Linked DNA regions of Sminthopsis crassicaudata: region 1 is linked to region 2. A link is a contact called in public Hi-C data. All regions are on one chromosome and are shown on one strand. Each heading gives the region's core, a stretch centred on a gene start, on an enhancer-like site or on the middle of the called end of the contact. The rest is flanking DNA. Distances are from core to core; before and after follow the strand shown. Region 1 holds the start of SPMAP2 (sperm microtubule associated protein 2). Region 2 holds the start of MADCAM1 (mucosal vascular addressin cell adhesion molecule 1).

The links. Hi-C and Micro-C count contacts between places; a contact is called where the count stands out from the background.
Region 1: a Hi-C map of hippocampus shows a contact between it and region 2, with 4 times the contacts expected there. The contact joins the promoter of SPMAP2 here to the promoter of MADCAM1 in region 2. A contact is called at or near these places in 2 of 2 Hi-C or Micro-C datasets (fibroblasts and hippocampus).

Annotation. Positions count from the first base shown.
Region 1 is chr1:49,555,599-49,562,314 of ASM4859323v1, forward strand. SPMAP2 (sperm microtubule associated protein 2) reads left to right here and starts at 4,679. Exons shown (of 8, transcript XM_074302038.1): 1 at 4,679-4,946. The coding sequence starts at 4,816.
Region 2 is chr1:49,410,038-49,417,021 of ASM4859323v1, forward strand. It overlaps MADCAM1 (mucosal vascular addressin cell adhesion molecule 1), which reads right to left and starts at 2,097. Exons shown (of 5, transcript XM_074302022.1): 1 at 1,885-2,097; 2 at 416-694. The coding sequence starts at 1,969.

The sequences.
Region 1 (6,716 bases), core at 3,429-5,928, 150 kb after region 2:
AAAGGATGTGGATTTATTCTGTTTGGCTCCAGAGGGCAGAACCTAGAAGCAATGGGGAGAAGTAGTAAGAAGACAATTTAAGTTTGATATCAAGAAAACTTGCACATAACTATACCTGTGCAAAGTAGAAGGGCTGGTTACAAGAGGTTCTCCTTTTTGGAGGTTTTCAATCAAAGGCTGGATAATTACTTATCACTTATTCCACAACGGGGCTTCCCTTTACAAAAGGGTTCGTCTAGGGCCCCCTGAGCTCCCATCCAGCTCTCATATTCTATGATTCTGTAATAAGAAGAGATTTTCTAGTAATCAGAGCTAACCAAATGGGCTGCTTTGGAGGTAATGATGATAATAATAAATAATATATGAGGCACTTTACATATATTATCTCATTCAGTTCTTACCACAATCCTATAAGCCAGGTAATACAAGTCTTAATACCTCCATTTTAGAGATGAGGAAACAGTCTCAGAGGGTTTAAAATGCCCATCAGCACAAACCAGCGAGAAGGAATATTAGCCAAGTCCGGTGCTATTTCATCTGTACCACCATCTCTCTCCATCGGATTTCTCCCTCAGTGGGGGTTTGCAACCAGAGGGCAGAGGACCACTTGTGGATGTCACAAATAGAACTATTGCTCAGATGCTGGTTAGGTGAAATGTTCTCTAAGATTCCTTCCAACCCTCAGATTCTGCAGCCCTCCGAAGGGCAGGAAGCTAGCGAAGCCACTGACAGACAAAGCAACAAGACTGAGATGGCCTCTTTTCTTTATTCCTTCCTCCCCTCCTCAGCCTCCCTGGTTCCCTTGAGACTTTGAACTTGGAAAAGCCAGACTTGTCTCCATGGATACCAGCTGAGCAAAGTTTCTCTGCCTCCAAGCCTGAGAGAGGAGGGGCTAAGACCAAGGGTTGGGGCAAATGGAGGGGGTACTAGCCCCATTCCTAGATCCAGCTCCCTCTCCCAAAGGCACACTGCCCCCCCAGATTAAGGGGATTCCAAGAGGCAAGCAAGCAAGGAGCAGAGCCCCAGAGCTGGAGTACAGACTGGGTGTCTGATCCCAGCACTTTCTGCAATATGCTCTGTAGGGTTGGGGCACATTTTTTCCCTCTCTAGGTCTCAGTTTCCTCATCTATAAAATTAGGGCAGTGAATTAGATGGTCCCCGAGGTCCCTTCCAGCGCTGAAATTCTAGGACTCCGAGACTGAAGCAGAATATTCCACCTCTATCTTCACCCTCCGTTGGTAAGTCCTCAGCCTACAGACTCCATGGGGAGGTTAGTCAGCTGGATGACCTAAGTGGCCATTCAGTAAACCCCTATGAAGCATCAACTGTGTGCAGGGCCCTGGTCTGCACTGGTTCATCCTGACGTGGAGGTAGACATATATATGATCCATGGAGTCTGGAAGATTTGACCCAGATACACAAAACTACAATTCTAGACAGGATGCCCCAGGAGAAGGACGAACAAAAGGTTGGGGGCACCATAAAGGGGAGGCAGAGACACAGCGACTAGACAGAAAGAGGCAGATTTCTGGGGAGGGTGGAAGAGGAGTAAATCAAGAAGGCTTCTTGGAAGAAAAAGCTTTTCTTAGAATGCTCATTTGGATTTCAACAGGAGGAGATAGAAGTGGGTGTGGGGAAGGCATGTTAGAACCTCTTCTAGCTCCCAGTAATTACTGATGGCCCATCATATAGAAGGAAGAGACCTTAATATAGAAAAACTGAACAAATGGCTCTAAGTGGATGTCTTCCTGTTTATTGCACCCTTTGTTTCCACATACTGACCAGCAGTGGATGGAGTGCTAGACTTGGACTCAGGAACCCGAGTTCAGATTTTACTTAATATTTGTGTAGTCTTGGGCAAATCATTTAATTTTGACTCAATTTCCTCAATGGTAAAATGAAAATAATAGCACTTACTTCCCAGAATTGTTGTGAGGATTAAATAAGATAATAGTTGTAAAAAGTCTTTAGTACAGTATACATAGCAGGCATCCCATAAAGGAAGTCATGCAAGGCATTAGAGCATGGAATGACCAACACTGGATTATGGGAAGATGTCTCTGGGGATTTTTTGCAGGAAGAATTGAAAGGGAAAAAATGGGTTTTTTGACGTATTCTAATAGTCGACAAATGGCAGAGGGAAGTCTTGGGGAAGAAAAGAAGAACCAAGGAAAGGTGATGGTGGGAGAGAGAAAGAAGACAGGAAGAAGAGGAAGAAAGAAGGGGAGAAGAGATGGATAGAAGTAGAAAAAAAAGTGATGGGGTAATAATGGGAGAGAGAAGAGAAGTGAAAAGAAGAGAGAAAAAGAAGACGAGGTGGAGAAAGAATGAAAGGAAAGAAGAGAAGAGAGTTGAGAGGAGAGGAGAAAAGGAAAAAGAAAGAGAAGAAAGGAGGGAGAAAGGAAAAGGGGAGAGGAGAAATAAGGAGAAAGGGGAAGGAGGGATGGAGATATGGGAGAGGGAAAGAGAAATGGGAAAAGGAAAACGGAATAAGGGAGAAAAGAAGGGAGAAAAAGAAAGAGAGAAGAGAGGAATGGAGGAAAGGGGGAAAATAGAATTGAAGGGAGTGGGAAGAAAAGGAAAGGAGAGAGATGACGATAAGAGTGGAGGAAGAAGTAGGGATAGGAGGTGGGGCAAAGGGAGAGGAAAAAAGTAAAAGAGGAGATAGAAGAGAACAAAAATGAAGTGGAAAAATGAATTGAGGAAATGAGAAGGAAAAAGAGGAAAAAGGACAGGAAAGAAGATGAGAAACAAGGACAGGAAAAGAGAAAGGAGGAGGATTGGAGACAAGAGTGAGAAAAGAGAAGGGAGGAAGAAGGGAGCAGAATAAAAGGAGAGCTCTTCTTTAAGAGGAAAATAGGACGGAGACAGGAAACACAGGGCAAAACTCGAAGGGAAAAAGGCTAGATAGAATTTCCTTCCTGGAGCCAGGAACGCAGAATTATATATTTACTAATGATTGGAACTATCTATTTAATTAACTCCAATTTATCCTGTACACATCTCATTTGCAGATTGTATCTCCCATTATATCTTTTCTTCTGTCTTTGTGTTCCCAGTACTTAGCAGAATACCAGGCACTTTATAGGAACTTAATTAATGTCTGTTGATTTTTTCCAGGAAGTGGCTGTCCAATAGTAAATGATTGAGCCTGAGTCAAGATTGGAATCCACCTCCTCTGATTCTCAGTGCACCCCGTTGTCCACAATGGCACAATATGATGGGGTGTTGGAGGACTGGGAAGGGAAGGGATGCTCATTGACAAATTTTGGCTCTAGGAAGGAAGCTGTCCCACATTCCATTCCACCACGGATTATAGGAACTTAGAATACTGTAGTTTAAAAAAAAAAAAAAAAAAAAGGTGATTTTCAAAAATCACCTTGTCCACTCTGTCTCCCCACCCCTTGATATTTTACAGATAAGGAAATTAGATCCAGAGGAGAAGGTAAAGAAAAAAAGCTTGGCCAGATTTGCCCAGAGTCTATGATCTCAGTGGGTAAGGATTGTTTCAGAAGCTTTGGGAACCAAATCTTTCCTCAGTTTCTCCTATCTTTTCCCCAAGTCCTGTTTTTTCCTCCCCCTCTTCCTTCCTTCCTCTTCCTCTTTTCTTCCCTCTTCCTTCCTTTCTTCTCCTCATCCCTTTCCTCTTCCTCCTCTTCTTCATCCTCCTTTTTCCATGTCATTGTGCTGGGCGACATCTTGTGGGGAGATTTTGCCACTGCCCTGCCCTTTCCAGGTTGAAAGGATGATGAAGCTGAGAATATGGGGAGGAGCCAAATGTAATGGGGTCTTGAAAGCCAATTGCAAAATTTTTATCGTGAGTATTTACGCTTCTGAAATCAGCAAATGCTACAAATCAGGGCTGCATTGATGATTTTGTTGATTGATTAGGGCTAAGAAAGTGATGGAGAAAATATTAATGACGCAGATTTAACTGAAATGCAGAAAGCCAGCTGTGAAACATTTACCAGCATAACTGTGGTTGTGGGGGAGATTGGTTCTGATATGGGCTGGACTAATTGGCATCTGAGCTTCCCTTCCACTCAGATTCTGTGATTTTGCAACTGTCCTCCTTCCTACCCTTCCAGGGATAGTAAGAGGAAACCCCCAGAGAAATGGGAGGAGGAAGGAGAAGGGTGATTACTGATACGATTCATTAGAGAAAAGTCCAAGTATAAAATAAATCCTGTTTCAGGAAAAGCATTACTGGAAGCAGCAATTGTGACTCGGAATTAACTGCAATAGTCCAAGCAGGAGTCCATCAAGAGCTACAATACGAGGGAGAAACTATTACAGGCTGCTGTCTGCTAAATTGGAGTGGGTGACCACCTTTCTGATTGAAAAAGTGTTAGTTGGAGCTCAGAACAGAAGGAAGACTGAATTTAAGGACCTCAGTTTTCCTCTCTGTAAAAGAAAATGGGTCAGACTCAATGATCTCTTAAGTTCCTTCCAACTAAATTCTATGAGCTTGGTTGGGGGGAAGGCAAGGAACTGGGGAGTAAGGTATTTGAAGCCTAAACAATTTTTAAATGATTTACCCTAAAATTCCTCTTGAGCCTACTCTAGCCCATTCTGGCTCCCAACCTTTTACTCTTGTCCATAGAAGATGAGGCAGCTACCAGGGTTTCCATGGTAACCAGGAGAGTGTTCCTTGTTTCCACGGTGACCAAATGCTTCCACTGGGGCCTTAGAACTTATGGCCAGTGCCTAAGGGGGGGGTGGGTAGGGAAAGAAGGAAGAAAAAGAGGAAGGAGTGATAAAAAAAAAGGTTCTTTAAGGAAGAGAATAAGCAAAGAAGCACTTCAGGGAGAGAAAATGGAAGGTATCCATCAAGATAATTTGTCCAGCCTCCCATGCCATGGGTCTTTAGTAGGGGATATTGAGCTGGAAGACTATCCCTTGGAAGACAGGCTTCCCTTGGAGGATATGATAAATGACGCAGAAAGGTATGGATGGGGAAAGGTGAAAGGAAGACGAATGAACAACCTCATCCTGGGACAGGGGAGGAGAAAAGAGATCTAGACTTCATCATCATCCAGTGTCTTAAATATCTGGATAAAAATGAAAAGAACGGGGAGGGGAGGAAGAAAGAGGACAACAAAATATTCAGCCTTAAAATCCAAATATTTGGATGATCCAAATGGCCCTATCCCTGATCATAAATTTAAGGTGTTGTCTCTTTCCTTCCTTTCATCCAGATTAGTGGAATAGTAGGAGGCAGCTTGGTATAATGGAAATAACATTAGATTCTTAAGTCAAGAAGTCATAGGTTCAAATCCTGGCTCAGCCACTTACCTACTATATGACCTTGTGCAAACCATTTCATATTTCTAGGTTTCTGTAAAGTGGAGTAATTGAACTAGCTAATTTCTAAAACCTGTCTCAGCTTTAAAGCTATGATTCTAATCCTATCATTTGGATTTGAACTCTAGTTTTGCTACAGATTAGTTTCAAACTAGAAAGGAGTTTAAGTCTACCCATCAAGACAGATATCATGGAGAGTAACTACAATGCAGAATGAAGAATCATTCTTAAGACACCCAAAGGTCCACAGGAAACAAAATCCAGGAAAAGACAGCAATAACACTCATAGTTTCAAATCTCTGCAGACAAATATGTGGATAAACAAGATGCAAAATTAATTAAATATCCTTATGTAAGGAGGCAAATTTGATCTCACAGGCATCAGTGAGACTTGGTGGGATGAGACCCATGAGTGTGGACGACTCTGGATAATCTCTCTTAGCTCCAGTCCGTTCTCTACACACAAGCTACATGATTAGGCGCAGATCTGACTGTGTCACTTACCTATGCAGTCATTTCCAGTAACTCCCTATAATCTCTAGAATAAAATGCAATCTCTACTTTTAAGGCCTTTTATAGACTTTTAAGACTTAGATAGATATATCATATTCAAAGAAACAAGACTAATAAAAAGCAAGGTGGGATTTGCATTTTATATTGAGAACATGAGAAAATACAGGAATTTAGAGTGGTGAAACATAGTGGAAGAGAATTGGATGGAGAGACACAAAGGTTTGGGGCACTGAATTATACTACCAATCCCTTGAGCAGAAAGAAGCAATCATAAATTTGGGAAGGGCACAGCTGAGTAATGACGAGGGACTTTTATTGTCTGGACATTTGCTATTGCTGTCCCTTTACCCAAATGCAGAGAAGCTACAAATGTCTTGATTTGACTTAATGCTCATTTTGTCAAGGGAAGCTTCATTTCTGGATCTGATCTTCACTGGTAGGAACTGGTTACTAGGGTGATAATGACAGAATCTTTGGAGCAATGTGAATTTATCATAAGGAAAGAGCAAAAAGAAGGGCAGGCTTCCATGCAACCCAGATTTGAGAAGAACACTTTCCAAAGAGTTCAGAGACAAAATAGGCAAGATCGAAAGGATTTATGTTCTACAGAGATACTCAGTCTGCTCAGAAGGGATAGAATTCTGTAAAAGAGAGAAGGATGTTACAGCAGTGTATCATAGCTGGCACATAGTAGGTGCATAATAAATATTTCTTGATTGTGATTATTAAGGTATCTGCTAAAATTCTTTCCACTAAAAGCAAAGGAGTTAATAACTTCTTGACTTTTTTGAATGATAATTTAATCATGAAATTATTCTCTCCAAAGTCATCAATGATTCTTAAGTGGCAAATCTGATGGTCTTTGCTTAGTCTTCATCCTTCCTGATCTACAGCCTCTG
Region 2 (6,984 bases), core at 847-3,346:
TCTAGCTGCCCAGCTCACTCGCCTTAATCCCTATTTTTCTGTTTCTCTTTGACTTCTTTTCCTCAACCTTTGCCTGTCTCATAAAACATGGAACACCAGAGCTGGAAGGGCCAAAATAAATCAACCAGCCTTAACCGCCTCATTTTACAGATTTGGAAACTGAGGCCCATAACAAGGAAGGGGCCCAGCCCAGCTCTGCCCGCCCCCAGTGGCTGGGATCTGGGCTGGCTCTCTTGTCTCTCTGCCTGGCTCGTTAGCAATAAAACAGCATTTCCTCATTTCTTCCCTGGTCTTCCCAACAGCCTGAGGTCCGAGGCCCCATCACTCTTCCCATTTTACAGAGGGGAAAACTAAGGCTCAGAAAGGAGGCGGCCGGCTAACTGGGACCGGTCTCTCTCGCCAAGGCCGGGCTTACCGTACACCAGCAGCTCCACCGTGTCCTGGTAGGTGGTGTCCTGGCAGGTGCTGATGCACACCTTCCATCCCGCCATGGAGAGCGTGGCCTCGGGGATGGTCAGAACGCTGAGACCCGGCACCGAGGAGACGTGGCCCAGGCTGGTGTCCAGCCCCTTCCACTGCACGGTCGCCTCCTTGGAGCAGGTCAGAGAGCAGTTCAGCTTGATGGAGCCTCCAGCCCGGACCATCGGCCACGCGGGCGTGATCCGCAAGGAGTTCTTGCCTTCCCTCGGCGCTCCTGGGGAGAGCAGGGAGGAGGGGGCCTTGGGGGCGGGAGGCTGAGATTCTCATAGCTGCCCCTGGGCCCTCTCACACACAGCACACATGTACACACACATGTACGCACATCTCACACGTCACATATGCCCCTTTCAGGGACATCGGGGCACAGTGGGCGCTCACTAGCCATGGGACCTTTCAGAAATCCCTTCTCATTAAGCCTCAGTTTCTTCAGCCATCACTCGAGGGGCTTGGAGGAGCAGCCGTGGAGGAGCACTGGCGATGCTGCGATTGGGCTGGTTAAATGCTCTTGAGGTCCCCCAGAAGCTGCTCCTCCATCCCTGTCACTCCCACCGTCACTGGTGAGATCAGAGACCCTGGGCTGTGCCCCGGCGCCCCAGACACAAGGTACATTCAAAGAGCCTTAGAAGGTGGGATGTCAGAGCTGAAAAGGTCGCTTGAAGAGGGAAGACGGGGCTGGGCGGAGCGGGAGCCTCGTCTGAGTGTGGGGGAGACCGAGGGGATGGACGGATGGGAGAGGAGTGACCCGGAGCTCCCAATACAAGGGGACGGTTCCTGGCTTCTGAGAGGTTACCTTTGGAGGGGGAGAACCCAGAAGGCAGCGGCTTCCGGGGAAGAAGAGCTCTTCCTGGGAAAGTCTGAAAAAGTAATGTAGCTAACGGGTGTGGTGAGAAGAGCCTGTGGACCAGAGGGGTGAGTGTGTCTGTGTCTGTGTGTGAGTGTGAGTGTGTGAGTCTGTGTGTGTGGGGTATTTATGTGAATATACACGGGGGGGGGGGGAGGGCCTCCCAGGGGCAGCCCACGTTCTGCTCGGGGTCAGCCACGGTGGCCACGTTTGTACTTGGTACCGATCGAATATCCAAGTCCCCATTTTTCAGGTGAGAACCTGAGACCCAGAGAGGGGGTGTGATTTAGGACCAGAGGCTCAAGAACTAGAGGGGGACTCAGAGATCATTCTAGTTCAATGCCTGCTTTTTCCAGATGAAGAAACCCAGAAGGGGAGAGAGTATGTAACTGGCTCCGGGTCAGTAAGTAGAGAGCTGAGATTTGAACCTGGCTCCTCCCCAGCTCCTCTCCTCCTCACGGCCCTTCTCCACAAGGTCAGTCAGAGACGAAGCCTGGGAGACACCATGACCCTCAGTCTTCCTGGGAGGGCCTGTTGGATGGGTCAGGGGACAAGGAACTTACCCCAGCTGCTCTGGCCTTGGAGAAGGAGGAGGAGGAGGAGAAGGGCTGGCGGGGTGAGGGGGGCAGGGAGGGCTGCTTCATTCATCGCTCTCCCTCAGAGGCCGGCACCTCACAGCAGCTGGGGCTCCTTTTTCCTTTCTCTTTCCGAGCCCCTCCTGGAGACCCCTCTTAAGTAGAGTCAGGCTGACCCCGCCTCCTCCTCCTTCATTAGACCCTGGAGGATTTCCAGAGGGGATTTCTCTCTGCCCAAGATGGGACTCTCCAGTGTCCAGATGGGTTGCGGAGGGGGAGCTGAAGCAGCGCCAAGTTAAGGAGGGGACTAATGAGAACTCCTGCCCTGGAGTAGCCCATCTAAGCATGGGGTGTTGGGGGAAGAGTTAGATAGATTGATTCCTCTCCAGAGGCGAGCATCCTTTGGGAGCCCGAGGGAGGGAAACCTGGTTCCTGAGACCAACCAGAGCTGGCTTCAGACACGTCCTAGAGCCCCCTCATGGTGGGTGGGGGTGCCTTTCCGGAGGCCCCCCCAGAGCTATCCACTCTGTGCCCACACAGGGCTGCTACAGGGTCAGGGCTACAGGTAAGAGGGTCGTAGGGGACTCCTTCCCAGAGCGGCCACCCAGAGGCTTCCCCAAAGGTCCTTCCTCCCCCGCCCTTCATCATGGAGGAACAGTGGGAAATCTTGGCTTCTGTGGTGCCGCTTGGATGCTCACTACCTGTGCGCCCTAGCAAGCTACTTCCTTCCAGAGGTCCTCCTTTTCTCATCTGTTAAATGAAGTGTTAAAGTCGCCCTCTCTGAGGCTGCTGATCCTGTGATGGGGGAGATGGTGCAGTTTTGGGGGTCCCCAGCAGGTCAGATTCCCAGAAGTTAGTCACACAGGCTGAAGGATTCTGGGAATTTGACCTGCTGAAGACACCCCAGCTTCTCTTCCCCTTACTGGAAGTTTTCAGGGACCATGAGAGAAGCCAAGTTTGGAAAAGGTGATAAGACCGAGGGTCACCGATAATCTGCTCACGTCAAGGCTTTTCAGCTGGTGTCTGGAATTCCCCGTCTGTCTCCCAGGAGCCTGGAGATGGTTTTAGGCCCAGCCTCCCCCTTTACCTTCTAAGCCGGGCTCCAGAAATTGCTTCTTCCTGCTCAGGGGACTTCAGATAAAGCTCTGCTCCCTCCTCCCCACTTGGTCCTTATTTGGCATCCTTCCCCAGCCTTAGGAGCCTTATCTCATCTCCAGCCCCCATGCGACAACGAGGTCACACACTCTGGTGGACACGCTTCTGGGATACAGTGTCACTGCCCAGGCCCCGGAGGCAGCCGCAGGACTTGCTGGGTCACTTGGGGCAAGGCTCTCTCCTGCTCTGGGCTTCAGTTTCCCCTTCTGTAAAAGGAAGGCTGTGTCCTACCTAGGGTCCCTCTCCATTCTGACGTCTACAATCCTAGAGCTCAAGCACCAGAAAGAGCTTTAGAAATCATTTAATTCAACCCCCTCATTTCAAAGTCCAGGAAAAATGGCAGCCCTTAAAACTACTACCATGGAAGGCTACATTAACAGGGTGTGCAGAATAAAAGAAGTGATGTTCTCTGCCCTAGTCAGATGACAAAGAGGAAGAAGGAAGGGAAAGGAAGCATATATAGGGTCCCTACCATGTGCTAGGCGCAGGGCTAAGGGCTTTTTACAAATGTTATCTCATCTGATCCTCCAAGCAAGCTTGGAGATGTGTGCTGTTATGATCTCCATTTTACAGATGAAGGCAAACTTAAAGTTAAACATCTTGCTCAAAAGTCACACAGCACTCTATCTGCTGTGCCACCTAACCACTTTGAAAGAATGATTGCATTTGGTTGTGGGTGCTGTGTTTCAGGAATGATGCTTTACCTCTGTCTGCCTCAGTTTTCTCATCTGTAAAATGGGGGTCATGGGGCACCTGCCTTCTAGAGTGATTGTCATGAGCGTCAGATGTTATATTTGCAAATCACTTTGTAAACGTTAAATCACTCCTTAATGCTAGCTATTATTATAGAATGATAGCTACATCTGTATTTGCATATATCTATATATTTATTTGTATATATCTATATATTATTTATAAATTTATCTATTTATATTTATACATATTTATATCTATATAGAGTGTATATAAAGAATGTAAACTTCTTGGGAGGCAAGAACTGTTTAGATTTTCTCTGAGTCACCAGCACAATACCTGCAAGAGAGCCGGACTTAGTGGGCATTTAATTAATCTGTTGACTCTGAGGCCTCTTTCAGGTCTGAGATCATGGGAAAGGACAGGCTCAGACTCATTCAGAGAGTAAATAGCTGAGCTTCAAACCCAGGCCTTCCTTAACTTTCCAAGCCCCCATTCTCACTATTTCCCTTCCCCATCTGTTCCCTTCCTGTAGCTCTGAAGTTCCCGCTCTGAGTTCTATCAGCATGGCTGGAGATGGGCAGCTTTCCTCAGCTGTCCAATGGGTTTTTTTTTTCCATTTTCCTGTATCCCCCTCAAGCCACCTCATTCTTCTTTTCCCTTAATCCTCCCTGAGTCCTTTTCAGTTCCAGTAAAGGCTAAACAGGAAGCCAAACAGAAGATGAAGGTCAGAAGAAAAGACCCTAGGGGTAATGATGAATAGGCAAAGCCCTGGGCACATCCCAGCAGAGCAAGCTGAGGGGCTGGGGCCTTTCTCCGGGAAGCTGGATCCTTAACCCCAAACCTCTCTGTTTATTTTTCTTCTAACACACCCATCTTATCTCTGGCTCGGAGGCGAAGACTGAGGGTGGTGATTAATGGGTTACTTCCCTCTTGCATTTCCTAAGTCAGATCTGAATTTCCACTTCCAAGATTCTGGCAACCAACCCCCCCCCCTCCAAGAGACCCTAAGAACTTGGGGCACTGCCGAGTCTGCCATCGAAAAACTCCAAAATAGGATCGTGTCTTACTAAAAGCAGTAAGATGGGTAGCCAAGAAGGTGAAGAGCCTTCTAGATTGGAAGATTTCAGACTAGGCAAGGGGAAGGGCCTGAAGTCACGAAGGGGATCTGGGGTGGGGATGGCAGAAGTGAAAGCTGAAAGAGTCCTGGCCAGCAAGTGGGGAGACATCTCCTTGGACGAACTATTTCTCTGGGCCTCAACTGGCCTTTAGGGTCTCTGCCAGCTCTGACATTCTGGATTTTTTGATTCCCAGGCTGAAGTCCTTTACCATCCCATACTACCTCACAGGATCATGGCATTTAAAACTCCAAGGAGCTTTATAGCCCATCAAGTCCAATCCTTCATTTTAGAATTGAGGAAAGAGGGAGAGAGGGAAGTAACTCTGCCACAATCACACAGGTGATAAAGTAGCTCACTCAGATGCCCACCCATATCCTCCACTCCAAGTAAGGGCTCTTTCCACCCTGCTCCATTGCCATTGTTCCTGGGGGAAGGGACTGGAAGGAGCACTTTTTCGTACTTTGAGAGACAAGAGTAATGGCTTGTGATTGGCCAATAGAGCACAACAATGGTGGAGCCTCTGAGAATGGAACCAAGTCCACTTGCCTGACCCAACTCCAAGCTTTACTAGATCTGGACCAGGTTTACTGCTTATCCCCTTTGTCTCTCATGCTCACAGTCAGCCCCTCTGGAGCAATGGGTCCAGCGGCTAGCCTGAGCAGGCTCTTCCCATACAGATGGCTAAGTTCATGGAGGTGGAGACAGAAGTTTCTCCTTTTGGCCCTATATCCTCTCACCTGTTTCCTGGCTTTATCCTGGCTCCTTACCCCTACCCAGGGGAGGAAGCCTGCTAAAAGAGCTGTAGGAATTCTATCCTCCCTAGAAAAGACTTCCTCTTATCAAACCAAACCCTCCTAATTTGGAGAGGAGAACAGAGGCTCATTGGAAAGACTCTGGCTTGGAAGATAAGTGAGGCTTTAGCTTTGAACTCTGGTTCTGCAATTGATACCTCCTCTCTTTATATTTTAGCTTCCTCTTTTGGGCAATTGGGATAATCCTTGCTCAGCCCTTCTTTCAGCCTCATTTTTCATTTTCAAAGGGGACCAGTGACATTATGGGATAAGGTCTTGTCTTGGGAATAAATTGGACTTAAGTGAATTGAATTAATTCTTTGGATTTAATTGGATAAATTGGATTTAAGACACCGAGTCCCACAAACCCCTGAGCCTCACTCTCTCTTTCAGAGTCACCCAAATCAGGACAACTGGCCCAGGATGCAGTGGGTGACCTTGGCATCCTGATGTTTGGCTAAGCTGAAAGCACTCTGCAGCACCTGCTTCAGCTGATTTCATGACTGCTGGAATAGACTGTTCACAGCTTCCCATTCTGATGGGGAAAACTTCATGTGCTTGGGACAGATAGATACCCCTCTAACTCACTGATGGTTTTGAGGCCTATTGGTTACCTTCAACTTGGCTCAACTGTCTGTTGAGATGATTTTACTGGGGTATGGCCACTGCACATGCTATAGCTTCTTGTGCCCAAGGTGACAGCTGGATAAAAGAGAGATACCAAAGGTAGATGAACAGTGCCATCTTAATAGGATTTTTTTTCCAAATATATATATATGCAAAGATGGCAGCTAGGTGGCGCAGTGGATAGAGCACCAGCCCTGAAGTCAGGAGGACCAGAGTTCGAATTTGACCTTAGACAAAACACTTCCTGGTTGTGTGACTCTGGGCAAGTCACTTACCCCCAACTGCCTCAGCAAAAAAACCAGAAACAAGTATATGCAAAGATAGTTTTCAGCCTTCACCTTTGCAAAACCTTGTTTTCCAAATTTTTTCCCCCTCTTTCCCTTCTTTCCTATGACAGCAAACAATCATGATATAGGTTAAACATGTGCAATTCTTCCAAATATTTCCATATTCATTATGTTGCACAAGAAAAATCAGATCAAAAGTGAAAAAAAAAAGAGAGAAAAAAAATAACAAGCAAACAACAAAAGGTGGAAAACTATGCTTTGATCCACATTCAGTCCCTATAGTTCTCTCTCTGGGTAGAGATAGCACTTTCTATCACAAATCTACTGAAATTACTTAAATCATCTCATGAAAAGATCATCACATAATCTTATTAGTGTTGTATACAAGTTTCTTCTGGTTCTACTCACTTCACT